2 separate regions of the Drosophila melanogaster genome follow, and region 1 is linked to region 2. A link is a contact called in public Hi-C data. All regions are on one chromosome and are shown on one strand. Each heading gives the region's core, a stretch centred on a gene start, on an enhancer-like site or on the middle of the called end of the contact. The rest is flanking DNA. Distances are from core to core; before and after follow the strand shown.

Region 1 (6,577 bases), core at 3,995-6,494, 1.8 Mb before region 2:
TGTTTCGATGATAAAAAGTATACGGGTTCATTCCAAAATAGCTCAAGGCTTATATTTTGAAAGAAAGAGGTTTGCCTCCCACCGACAACACACCTGAATTTAGTCATATCAGCGATGATTCACTCTACCCTATCATTAGTCTGCTAAATCGGAATACTTTCCCACAAACGTACAATGGCAATTTGATAAGAAAACCATTTAATTAACGAGAAATTACCACTTAAGCTCTAATCTGGAATATAATCGTTAACAAGTTATGTTAAACAAAGGTGTAACATTATACACATATCAACACATTATAATACGCAAATGTGTTTTTAAGTTTATTTGCCATCACTCCAGATTTTCCAACTTGAAGTTTGTAAATTTCATGATAAAGGATGATACATATTCTATATAGGTGGCTCAATGATTACACTTTGGAGGTTCTAAATAGTTGCTGCACAGCTTTATGTGATAACTTTGCCCTAAAACTGTGAGAGATAGGGGTAGTTAAAAGGCTATCATCATGTCCCACCTTTGGAAGGGAGGCCTTCGGTGCGACCACCCACCCCTTTTTCTGATTGACCTGCACCACTGACATCACTCAAATTGGCCAAAACCTGCCCACCACTTATACGTTTATCCGTCAAAGCAAAACTACGCTAACTGTTTTATTAATTAACTCAAAACGGCAAGCGAAGCGTGTTAATGAACAGCTTTTTGTGCGAGCCTTTTTTGTTGTCGGCCAGTCCATTGTTTGTGTTTTAAATTTAATTTCGCAACAAGTGGGTTCTGCCACAATAAACACGACCCACAAATACTTACTTCAGTCGCTTTTACCTCTCACTCGCAGCTATCTGCACCTATGAGATACGATTGTGCCGCAGCTCAAGTTTACTGACAGGCATCACAATTTATTTTCAGCTCGATTTTGTCATAATGTGTTTAATGTTTTCGCATATTTGCATTTTATGGCCGTTCCAAAGTGTAAGGAAAATCACCCTCTGCCTCTGCTACACTGAGAACTAAGCCTCGTCGGTACAGGAAATTTGAATTAAAATTTGAAATATTAAATTTATATTCAATAACAAGGCCATTGAGATTTATAAATAGTAGGTTATAATCATTAGCTATATTTATATATGATGTTTAGTAAAAATACTTTCAGTGTACATAGTACATCTCTCTCTCGCCTTCACGATGCACTTGCTTATACAACAAAAAGACCTAAGCGCGAAATAAAAGAATCATTTCATTTTCTCACTGCCACTTGACGTAATTTAAATTGTATAATGTGCACGGTGGTGGAAATTCAATGTCTTTGCATTTTCATTTTTTGCCGCTCGACTTTGTCACGCATTCGCCGCGTACCACTTACATACATACTATGTATAATATAGCACTTGGTATTACTTGATAAAATGGGCAAGCAGATAGTCCGCGGCTGTGGCGCAATTAGGCGTTACAAACGATAAGGGAACTTTGATTCCACACTCCGCAAGACTGATAATGGACCATGGCCATGGTGAACTAACTGGAGCGAGACCCAAAGAACGAAGCTGAAGCTGAAAGCTGAGCTGGCATTGAAATGTGCTCAAGATACAGCTGGCGATGTGCTACAGTGATAATTGGTAGTATCACTGTAGTACAGTAGAGTACACCGTACTAATCTCGCTGGATATGAATGAAGCAAACACAAGGGAAGATTCCAGCTGAATCATTACCGCGCTGCGATGCACATAATATCGTTATAATAATTCTAGAAATAAAGTATTCTCAAAATTGAAGTAGAGTTAAGCAAGTATATGTAGTTAACAAACAAAGTAATCACCTCTTGACTAATTGAAGTGGAAACCATTTAGAGACTTATGTATGTTATGAGCTTACTTATCCAAAGGATCGTTGACATCACTTCAATCGGTTTAGGAATTGGCCAGAAATATAGAACAGAACCTGGCCACAGAGCAAATTGGCAGCTAAGAAGGCGCTAAGCAATCAGAAAGCGAAATTTGCAGTGTCACGCACACAGCGAAACGGGGAAAGCACACGGACACGAGTTCCGTTACCTGCTTATCTTATCACAAGTGGAATGCAATATTCCGCAGCACAACAAAAGCAAAAAAAAAAAGTAGAAGGCAGAGTCACCCAGTTGCACGAAAATCGATGGTCTGCTGTTTGTATACCCTTGCAAAGGGAAAGGGTGTTAAAGTTTTGCCAATCCGGTTGGCCTTTCAAAGTTGCTTGGAACATTACGGTTCAGACGAGTTTAGATTATTCGTATATGTATGTAGATTATTCTTAGACTTTCTATTCCAGAACTATAGTTCTTAGCCAAACGATACTCAATCTTCAAACACAAATGCGGTTTTCTGTTTGAAAACGTGTACTTGCACCATGTTCTTTACCTTTCAAGTGCCACATAATCATCTTCTGTCGCTCCTCCTTCGATTTGGCCAACAGGGGCTCCCTCTTGTCCTTCGGAATGTTCATGTCCTCGATGATCTCCAGAAACTTCGCATCCAGCTCCGCAACGCTTAGCTGCTGGATGTACTGCTCAAAGTCCTCCACGCCCGGCACCACATAGTTGTCCGCGGACACGGGTCGTCCGCCATGGGCCAGGGTGCCACTGCTGATGGTTCCTCCCTTGGACTTCGAGGGTCTTCCGAACAGACTGTCCAGGAGCCCGCCGCCCGTGGATTTCGTTTTCTCGTGACGAGACATTCTGCAAAGAACAGAACAGAAATATTGGGTTCGATTTCATAAACTATGCAAAAGATTTCAAGTCTAACCCCAGCTTTTTGAGGCGCATTTCGTTGGATAGCTAGGCGAAAACTAAACAAAGACCAAACAACGATTTTTGGGGCCTGCGCAGTCTTCAATATTTTGGGGGAGACAACTTGCACAGCTGTTCCTTGTTTACAAGTGTTCGAGAGCAGCGCACAGACCGCGGTTTCTGATGGCTTCCCAGCGAATGCATCCAATCGATGGACGGATGGCTGGGAGGTGGTCGATCATTATCAGCTTGGGTTTATTTACAATTATCTGGGGTGCCGTAATGTCGATTCAGCCTCAACGGAGTGTGGAATTTTCAATTAACACGTACATATGTACGTATTTTGAGGGAACGAGGCCCATTACAGTGGTTCTTCGACTTGGAAAGGGTGCTGTTTTCCTTTTACATGCTTAAGAACATTAACACATGAGAGTTGGCTTTCATTTAAAATTTTTTAAGGGTGGAAATCTAATAGGAATTATAATTTTAATACTGTGTGAATATTACTGGTAAGCTCAAAAATGATCAATTTATAATTAGGTTTGTACAATAAGTTTATATTACAGATTAAAACACTCTCAAGCTTAACCATTTTCCAAATTAGAATCCGACCACTGTGCTATCCAAAACTCTCACCGCGTGAAAACGACTGATTATAATTATAAACAAAAACGATAAAAGTATACCGCAGCAAATTGGACAAATTCATTAATAATGCGCACTAAATTTACAAAACGATGCGATAATCGCGGCCAGCCAAAATAGGAAATAGCACGTTATTCACAGCGCAAAACTGAGAGCCAAACAAAACACGAGAGAAATTGGTTAGAATATGTGGAGAATATGGAGTGATTCATTTGACCAGGCTGAGAGGCTGGCCGTTAGCGTTTGAACATTTGAATTGCCTTGTATTGAAGGATGCGTTGGGAACAAGCTTTGGCTTTTTGCGTTAGCTTGTCCAACGCATCTAATGAATCACTAATGAAATCGGAATCGCAGCAGCTGAGCAGCAGAGGTAGAAAACAGAAAATCCAATAAAAAGGCAAACGAGCAACAGGTTTTGCGGATGGTTCTGGCTCGCTACACGGAAAACAAAGTACTTAAACTGTAAGATTTGATTAGGAAATGAAATAAACGTTCGTTATTAGTGCTCTTAAATTGAGTAAAATTTACATTTTAAGCTAAGAGAGCTATAAAGTGCTGCGTTTCAATATTTGGCATGCAAGGATAAATTTAATAGATATATAGATATAGATATATATGTGCCCTGGTATTTTCTGCAGTGTGGCGAACGGGCGTGCCAACTGGCGGCAAATCATTCACAGTGCTCGGCTAGAGAAATCAAATTTAATATATGACTCCGCAAAAGGCCAATTGTGAATGGAGTGTTGTGTGTGTGTGTGTGTGTGGGCAGAGGAGTGTGCGAGGGAGGGGGCGAGGAGGTGGGTAGTGGAGAGTGGAGCGACAAGTTCAAGCAGGGCAACAATTTCTTTTCAGGTCGCCAGTACACATAAGCATCTGCGGAGGAAATGCTTTCAACAAGATTTCTTTTGCCAAAGAATTTACTGCAATTGCCTCTTTCTCTATTTTGTTTACATGCACTGCATCTCTTTCCCTCCCCTCCACAACATCACAACACAACCCTCCGCGACCAACACTCCTTCCACAGAACGATCTACATATGTCTTTCTCGCTCCCGCTCTGGCATTAGTTGTGTGCTGCAACTGCGAAAATGTAAACAAGTATAAAACCGTCTAATAACCGCTGGAATTCCAAGAAACGAAACGAGAATTGGTAAGAATGCGCTCACCTTCGTTTTGATATCTGTGTCGCCTGCTCACTTTTGATTTTTTTCGGTGGTTTACGTCATAAGACCAGAAAAATAATGGCTTGCCACTCTCACACAAATAGAGCCACACTCGCACACGCACACAAACTCGCGATCAAACGGCTTTTGTTGTGGTTGTTGTTTTTGGACTATGTCTTTTTGTTTGTTTTATTGCGCGACGCTCTGTACAAAAAACAAGCTGACAAGCTGTGCACACCGTTCCCTCCGAACACTTTTTCTTGCAGTGTGGTACTCCTTACTTATTTAGTTGTTGCTCTTGCTTTCCACTTTCGGCCACTTGTTGCTCCTTTGCCGGGAATGACACATGGAACACACTCCGCTAGCGGGCTTTTGTGCAACGCAAACACTGTTCTGCCTAGTTATTGGACACTTGGCATGCAGATCGCTGGCTCTTCACGGCCGTTAATTGCGAAAAAACAAATTCTAAGCACAAGCGGTTCGATTTACTCAGCGCGTTGAGTTGATCGAAATTAGTGTGACCGCAGCGGGATCGCTCAATCAAACCGCTTCATTTTCAAGGGTTATGGAAATATACTTTTGGGATTTAGCCTGTATTCGAACCAAACAATAAGCAGCAAGCCGGTGTTTTTCACTTATTTTTAAAACTTTGTTTATGATTTTCATTTTATTTTGCTTCGTGTTCTAAATGCAACCAATTTTGTTTGAATAAAATATTTATATTTGAAAATTAATTATTAAAGTAACACAATAGGTGTATATAATTAAGTTGGCAGTCCTAGTCTATCTGATTTGCGCATTTTGACAGTCCGACAGCACTATGAATTTTGTTGACTTCGGGTTGGGAATTCTTCTTCTGAATTCTTTTATATAAATTGGACAGGATGCAGCGCGATAGGGACTCATCCGGCTCCAACGCCCGCAAGGGCAACCGCCCACCGGGTCTCAGGGGCAAGGACATCGGTTTGTACTATCGCAATCTTGCCCGGCAGCAAAAGAAGGACAGAGGCGAGAATGCGGAATCAAAGGAGCCGCAAATCCGCTTGGGCTGCAATGTCAGTGCTCCCAGTGGAGTGCTTGAGCGTGTGAAGGAGTTAATGGAGGACTACAGCCGGGCACCGTCCAGACAAAATGTGGATGACAAAAATGTGGATGCCAAATTTCAGCAACAGTTTCGCCATCTTTTGAGTGTAAACTTTGAGGAATTCGTTGCGGAGACCAAGGAACGGAACGCGGACTTAGACTGGGTAAACCCCAAGCTGGACGAGAGACTGCAGCTGGAACTGGGGCAACGCCAGTTGGAGGAGAATGCCAAGAAACGGCTAGAAGCACGGAAAAAACTGCCCACCATGAAATACGCCGACGATATTATCCAGGCTGTGCGGGAAAACCAAGTAATACTCATTGTAGGAAGCACTGGATGTGGCAAGACCACTCAGGTGCCTCAAATCCTCCTCGACGACGCCATTTCCCGCGGATGTGCCTCGTCGTGCCGCATCATTTGCACTCAGCCACGAAGGATTTCAGCCATCGCCATTGCCGAGTGGGTGAGTTACGAGCGCTGCGAGAGCCTGGGCAATTCGGTAGGCTACCAGATTCGCCTAGAGAGCAGGAAGGCCAGGGAGAGAGCCTCCATCACTTACTGCACCACAGGCGTTCTACTGCAGCAGCTTCAATCGGACCCACTGATGCACAATCTAAGTGTCTTAATCCTGGATGAGATCCACGAACGCAGCGTGGAAACAGATCTCCTAATGGGTCTTCTAAAGGTTATCCTGCCCCACAGACCCGATCTAAAGGTGATCCTGATGAGTGCAACTGTACGGGAGCAGGATTTTTGTGACTACTTTAACAACTGTCCCATGTTCCGCATCGAGGGCGTGATGTTTCCCGTGAAGATGCTCTACTTGGAGGATGTTCTGTCCAAGACGAACTACGAGTTCCAAAAGTTCCGCGATCGTCGTCCCAAGCGGGATCCGCCTGAGCGCAGGATGAAGCACGAGGCTATGATAGAA
Region 2 (7,223 bases), core at 4,332-6,831:
ACCACCCCCTTTCAAAAATAATCCGTCACACTTATCAATTAGCGCGTTTATGATCGCCCCTCGGCCCCACAAATCGCCCAGATGCTCGGCCCGTGAGCATATTTATTTTCTCTCGCCCCACGGAAAACTTCCACGGGCTTCAGTCTGTCGATTCGCTCGAAAGCGCGCTGTACGCACAAGTTGGCGGAGGAGAAGGCAAGGTCAAGCAAGGTCTTTCTTTTCGGGTTGGTAAATAATCTAAATTCTACGTGCGTGCGCGGGTGGTGAAAGCATAAAAGAAAGAGAAATGGCTCAGGTGCGACTGCTGGTACAGGGACTTCGGCGTAGCCTACTCAATGTGGGCGTGGCCGCGCCCAACGAATCCACAGCGACCCACAAAAGATCGCAGCACAGCTCGTCGAGCTGCGGGTAAGTCTCTTGAGATTACGATAGGGTTCTCTCATTTTCGGGGGTGTTCCGATCCTAAGAATCTTTTCACTGTTTGCAGAATATCATTTAGGTGTTCCAAATGAGCTAAGTAAGCTTCTTTTCATTTAGAATGCGCTTTTAAAATCATGTTTAGTTAAGCAATGTATATTCTATTTACTTTTGTATTCTTAATTGCATAGCATAGTCTTTTCACTGCAATCTGCAGCCTTTATCTTACTTATTAGTTCCCAAGATCTCGACGTTCTTGCGGTCTGACAGTCGATGAACATATTGATATGGCTAGATCGACTTGACTGATGATCCTAATCAAAAACGTGCCCGCACACTCTTTACTCTAACGGATATACAAACATCTTTCTAACTTTTAAAAACTTTAGAAGTCTTAAGTTTATTTAATTTTTGAGGCTGTTAGCTGATATGTTTTGTATTCCCTCAGAGATTATGATCTGGTTGTCGTTGGTGGTGGCATCGTCGGCGCCGCATCTGCCCGGGAGATTGTCCTGCGCCATCCATCCCTCAAAGTGGCTGTCCTGGAGAAGGAGTGCAAGCTGGCAAAGCACCAGAGCGGCCACAACTCCGGCGTCATCCATGCTGGCATCTACTATAAGCCTGGAACCCTGAAAGCCCGCCTTTGCGTGGAGGGCATGCATTTGGCCTACGCTTATCTGGATGAAAAAAAGATCCCGTACAAGAAAACCGGGAAGCTAATTGTGGCCACGGATGAGAAAGAAGTGAAGCTGCTGAAGGATTTGGAGAAGCGTGGCATTGCCAACAACGTACCGGATCTGCGAATGATCGAAGGCAGCGAGATTCAGGAGATCGAACCCTACTGCCAGGGAGTGATGGCGCTCCACAGTCCGCACACTGGTATCGTTGACTGGGGATTGGTTACCGAGCATTATGGTCAGGATTTCAAACAGTGCGGTGGTGATATCTACCTGGACTTCAATGTCAGCAAGTTTACCGAGACCAAGGAGGGCACCGACTACCCAGTGACCATCCATGGCGCTAAGCCCGGTCAAACGGTTCGTACCAAGAACGTATTAACCTGTGGCGGTTTGCAATCCGACCTGCTGGCTGAGAAGACTGGATGCCCCAGAGACCCCCGCATCGTGCCTTTCCGTGGAGAGTATCTGCTGCTGACCAAGGAAAAACAGCATATGGTCAAGGGTAATATTTATCCGGTGCCGGATCCACGTTTCCCCTTCCTGGGAGTTCACTTTACGCCGCGAATGGACGGATCTATCTGGCTGGGACCAAATGCCGTTCTGGCTCTGAAACGCGAAGGTTACACGTAAGTCTTCTTAGAGCTCATATTTAAACTTGTCTGACACTTCACTTCTTCCAGCTGGGGTGACATTAATCTTTTCGAGCTTTTCGACGCCCTGCGCTATCCGGGCTTCGTAAAGATGGCGAGCAAGTACATCGGTTTCGGACTCAGCGAGATGTCCAAATCGTGGTTCATTAACCTGCAGATCAAGGCGTTGCAGAAGTACATCCCGGATATTACGGAGTACGATATCCAGCGTGGTCCCGCTGGAGTACGTGCCCAAGCAATGGATCTGGATGGCAATCTGGTGGACGATTTTGTTTTCGATCGCGGACAAGGATCGGGAGCGCTAGCCAAGCGAGTGCTTCACTGCAGAAACGCCCCATCGCCGGGCGCTACTAGTAGCTTGGCCATTGCCAAGATGATCGCAGACAAGATCGAGAATGAGTTCTCTATCGGCAAGTGATGCCTCTATCCCAAATAATGTAACCAAAGTCCAAAACTAAGTCCTATTTTCTGTTCTGCCTTTATGTCAGTAATGTCTGTACTGATTCGCCACTATCGCATTTCTTTTCGAAACTGTAATATTGATCTATTGTGTATAAAACAAAATTAAAACTTGTGTAGGTTTCTAAGATAGCCTTTAATTCAGTTCCAGTATATGTCGGTTTCTTCTTTGAGGTGAATCATCGTCCTTAATGCCCAACACCTTAATCTGCTTCTGTAATGATTTCTCCTCCAAGGCAGATTGTATCAGTTTTGTGCACTTTTTGTTTAAAATTTTCAGACCGTTTGCAGCATGCTGACGCATTTGAGGATCACAGGATTCATCCGCTTCAATCGCTTTTAAAAGGCGATAAATGGGGAGTAACATTTCCTGGTAATCCAGAAGGTTCTCCATGCCGTTTAATAGTTCAGCTAAGACCAGGACTGCTGCACGCTTAGAGGGAACATATCCTCCGGTGGTTAATTCGCTATTAACAAGTTGGAGTAACTCGTGGAAGAAGTTCTGCACTTGAAAGGCCAAAAGGCGACAAAGCTGGGCAAGATTGGCAAAGGCTGACATCCGGAATTCGTGAACAGGAGACCGGGAGCCGTACATGAAGCAGTTGAGAAGAACAGCCTTGTATCGAAAGCAAAGAGGACCTGGATGGGATTAGTATGAAAGTTTAGGAGTTATTCTTAGCTGTGTAGAACATTGCTTACCCAACTCCTGAGCGACTTTCAGAATAGCTTCACCCACTACGAGGCGGTAGTCTAAGTGAGCCGTCTCTGATAGGTACTCATCACTCAATTTGTCCAGCACATCGGACTCCATCACATGAACAAGCGACACAAAGAGCCGAACACAATTTAAGAAGGTGTAGGATTCCTTATCCTTGAGAGTGGTCAGGGCTAACGCTATGATAAGTTGACCCTGCGCTAAGGTAGCAGGATCTCTTTTTTTCAGCAAATCAATCATCATCTGAATTCCATACACTTGCATGTGGGATTGTTTTTCCTCTATCAAGGACCGAGCTCTTTGAAAAGGTTGTATTTTAACAGCCTCACTTGGTCGCCATGCGCCGTGAATTATTGTAAGCAATGATTTTACAGATTGCTGGATAAGAGGGTTGGAAGATCGAGTACCCAACAGGTGCAATTGTTCTTTCAGTTCCTTACAGGCCTCTGAAAGTTGAATATTCTCACTGCCCTCAAGAATTTCCTGCAAGAGGTTTAGAACGAGAAGTAGGATCTGATCCGTGGTATCTTGCTCTCTAGATCGGTGGACAAGCAAGTCTTTTAGTATATGTAGAAGCTCCTTGGTATGTTGTGATAGCTGAGCTCTTAATGGTTGGTGGGCTACCATTTGGTTTAAAGCAATGAGCAAATCTAGCTTCAGTTGATATTTGGAGTGCAGAAAGTCTTTGAGCTCTGCTTCTGATGAAATAAAATCTACGCTGGCTGAAGATTTATCATTTATCTGTTTAGCTATGAAGCCCAGAAGAGAGAGGAAAACTTTGCAGGTGAGGGAATGATGAGAGCTTGATGTGAGTAGACCGGGCAATATTCTGCCCATATCGTGATCTGCTAGATGATCTTTGTGAGCTACTTTAACCTGAATTTGAGTTGTGTTCATGGAAGGCAGGATTATAATGCGTGGGTTTAAACACTTCCAAGGAGGTTCCTTCTCAATTTCCCATTTAAACAGCTTCTGGAGTATCGCAGGTAATTCGTTTTTCATTTCTCTGTTGTCCAGACAACGCAAAATAATGGCAGAAATCTGCGATGACGCCGGTAATTCCATTGGAAGGCCATCGTAGAGTTGGAGCAGCAAAGGAAGGTAGGGAACGAGTAGATTACTGGGTAAGCAAGCTACGGTTGAAGAACAAAAGAGATGCTGCCATAAGAGAATGCGATTGCACAGTTCCTGGTGATCCATTAAGATAAGGCCATTAATAATGTCTTCTGGGTTACAAAGCGTTTCCCAGTGTTTGAATAATATTTCTTTTATCAGCTTTTGATTTGTATCACTTAAATCGTAAAGTCTTCTGAGCGATAGGACACCGGCGCACATTTTGTCCGCATTCTGCAGATAGAACTTACAATATTCTAGCACCTGGAGAACCATCTTCTCTTGCGCTAACTGAGAAAATCCTTTTCTGGCCACAATACTAGCCACAATTTCCGCATTTCTGGAAGAATTCACATTGGGATTTTGATGCAGGGCCTCAACAAGACTAGCAAATCCTTGGGGTAAGTGAAGCTTTCCTAAGAGTTGACGGTGCAATAATTGGGCCAGAGTTGGGCAGAGAGTCGTAGCTTTAAAAAGCAAGATGTTGCGAAAGAAATCTGCTTTGGATTCATATTGCCAGAGGTAGGCTATAGCCTTATCCAGCAGTGGAGAGTCTTGCTGCACACGTAGACTCACAATGGCCGCCAGTAGATCCCTTTGCACCAGCTCCATCGAGTTGGCTATGTGGTATTGTCGAATATGCAGTAGATTAATAAAGAACTGAATGCTTAGAAGCATCAATGAAAAGTTAGCTTTGATTTTCCCCTGAGCCTCACAAAAGATGGGCGACTTGTAGAAATCCTCATGTAGCTGGCATCGAAGCGAGTAATATGATAATTCTTGGGAAGCCTGGATACACAATTTCAGGTGCGCTACCGAAATAAGATCCTCCTTGGCGTCGCTGTGGAAATTAATGTTCCTCATGATCGAATGTAGCACATGTTGCAATCTTATTATATAGCATATAGTACGATCCGAATCGGGATCAATACTAGATTCGTGATCGTCTGTTAACTGATATTCCAGGCACAGCTCATGCAATTGCTGACCAATCTCGAGTTTAGCATATTTTTCCAAAATTCGCAGGTTGATTTCCAAGGCTTCGGCAGTCCCTGAGTTATTCGCCGTATTTGCTGTCGAAATATTAGTATTAGGGATACTACAATTATTATATGATGTTAACCAATTTACCTAGAGCTTTACTAAACCTTAAACTCTCTAGAAGAGCAAAGTACTTGGCCGTATTTATCATTGTTATCCCAGCAAACTACAATTTTGCGAATTTAGCGACCATTTGCTAGAGATGCTTGTTTACAATTGCACCAGCACAATCGATAACATATTGATAAGGGAAACACGATGTTGGCAGCATAGCTAATTAAAACTGCGCGATAGTTTAATGCAACTGTAGCTATATGTTTTATTGAAAGTAGAACCATATTATCTTTTTAAATTGGATCAAATTACAAAAAATTGTTATCATAAAACCTATTTTGTAAACGGGGATTTCCTTGTTTTCAGAATTTCGAGATTGCAACCAACTTATCTATATATCGATAGGCGGCTGCACCAGCCGCGGGTTGCGCATCTGACTGCAGCAAAGCGCCCTGGTCACACTGGCCCAACAACTCGAGAGCAGCAGGAAAATCGAACAACTTTCTTTTTCCACTGCATTGTGTGTGTGCATGCAAAAACACAAAGTGCGCAGAATAGCTTTATTCAGCTAGCCGATACGACTCGAAAGTGGATTAATTGGCCAGCGGCACCGACGCCCCGCCCACCGTCAGCCGCCCTCGCAAAATTAAAAATTGCCAAAAACACCTACGCGCAGGCAATTAAGACCGTGTTAGCTAGTGTGCGTGTGTGCTCGCGAGTGTGTGTGTGTGTGTTGTGCTGCTGGGGCAGTAAACATTTTCTAGTGAAAATCGGGGGAAAATGAAGAAAATCCTGTCTAAGTTCGAGCGCAATGAGAACTCTCGACTGGAGAATCCGCCCAACAGCAGCAGCTCGTCGTCCTCGAACGAGAAGAACAGCTTCGTGGGCAAGGTCTTCACAGTGGGACGCGTCACGGTCACCGTGGAGGATGTCCTGGCAGAAGGTAGACGACTATATATACACTCTTATATATGTGCTCCCATTCCCCTACCTACAACACGTCGCCCGCGATTATGCTTATCACCTGCCTGATTTACAGGTGGGCAGTAGCCTGCCGTCCGCTTTTCGGTCTCGCCCCTCGTCACAGATTAGATAAACCCCTTCAGCGCGAGAACTCCCAAATGTGGGGCGTACTCAAAGCGCTAGAGAGCATAAAAATCAGCTGCGTATCCTCCATAATTGGGGACACCACTTGTCGCATTTCCGATTAAATCCAAATAAATTACTCCCAATAATTTCTGTATAAGATGTTAAACTCAAAACAGCTAAAATCTGACTTTGATATATTATCTTTTAATAAAACTGTAAAACATTTTAAATTATTTCATTAATTATGAATACTAAATACTGGTTTGTAACCTAAATTCCAACTAATTGAACTGCAATTTTGCCCTTGGCATAGAACTACATATTTATGTCCATAACTCGGCTCTCTAATGGCGTGCAGATATTTCGTCCAAATTTATGTCAGTCTTTAAAGAGTTTATTTTTGCCAAAACCAGAAATGCCAGCATTTCTATTGTGACAAATGGGTGTCCGCGTTAGAGAAACCCGACTGTACAAACACAGTTACGGTTCTGGTTGGTTTTTCCATGGAATACCCATTGAATTCCCGTAGCCACTACACATGGCCACAAATCAATTGAATCAATTATGTTAATTTAGCCAATGAAGCGGCAAGACCAACACTCATCAGCCGACTGTCTCCGACAGTCTTCCGTTTTTCACCTTTCGCCGAGCTAAATGGCAAAGTTCGCCCCTAAGGAAATCGCCTGTGCTGTGTCCTTGTCCTTGAAATGCGGAGTGCTCCACTCCACATCATCCTGCAGTGCAAGTGCCTCCTTGTTGGCCTGGCACCAGTACCCTCCGCCCAACATTTGATCATCTAACGATTGCTCACCCACCGCCTGGCCAGCCATTCGCCACCTTTCCTTTAGCCATTACGTAGTGTTTTTTACTTTTTATACTTTTGGCAAGCGGACTCGATTCGTAATTTTGTTTTGCGCTGCGCTGGCGCCGCTGGCAATTAGTCAGCTGTTGTCGGGCATACCCTGTAATTAAAAAGGCGGAGCGTTTGACGAACACGGTTATTTG

Evidence for each region. A called contact is a pair of places that touch in the nucleus more often than the background predicts.
Region 1: a contact with region 2 is called in a Hi-C map of the Kc167 cell line, with 3 times the contacts expected there. The contact joins the promoter of Rhau here to the promoter of Nak in region 2. A contact is called at or near these places in 3 of 107 Hi-C or Micro-C datasets (the Kc167 cell line and embryo).

Annotation. Positions count from the first base shown.
Region 1 is chr2L:20,756,652-20,763,228 of dm6, reverse strand. It overlaps Rhau (RHAU helicase), which reads left to right and starts at 5,244. Exons shown (of 6, transcript NM_001273710.1): 1 at 5,244-6,577. The coding sequence starts at 5,447. dia (diaphanous) reads right to left here and starts at 5,085. Exons shown (of 5, transcript NM_001273711.1): 1 at 4,566-5,085; 2 at 2,388-2,704. The coding sequence starts at 2,703.
Region 2 is chr2L:18,967,102-18,974,324 of dm6, reverse strand. Nak (Numb-associated kinase) reads left to right here and starts at 5,581. Exons shown (of 8, transcript NM_057818.4): 1 at 5,581-6,072. The coding sequence starts at 5,910. It overlaps Tango6 (Transport and Golgi organization 6), which reads right to left and starts at 5,297. Exons shown (of 3, transcript NM_136078.4): 1 at 5,166-5,297; 2 at 2,906-5,107; 3 at 2,321-2,845. The coding sequence starts at 5,226. The coding sequence ends at 2,343. L2HGDH (L-2-hydroxyglutarate dehydrogenase) reads left to right here. Exons shown (of 3, transcript NM_136079.3): 1 at 1-408; 2 at 866-1,723; 3 at 1,778-2,332. The coding sequence starts at 287. The coding sequence ends at 2,165.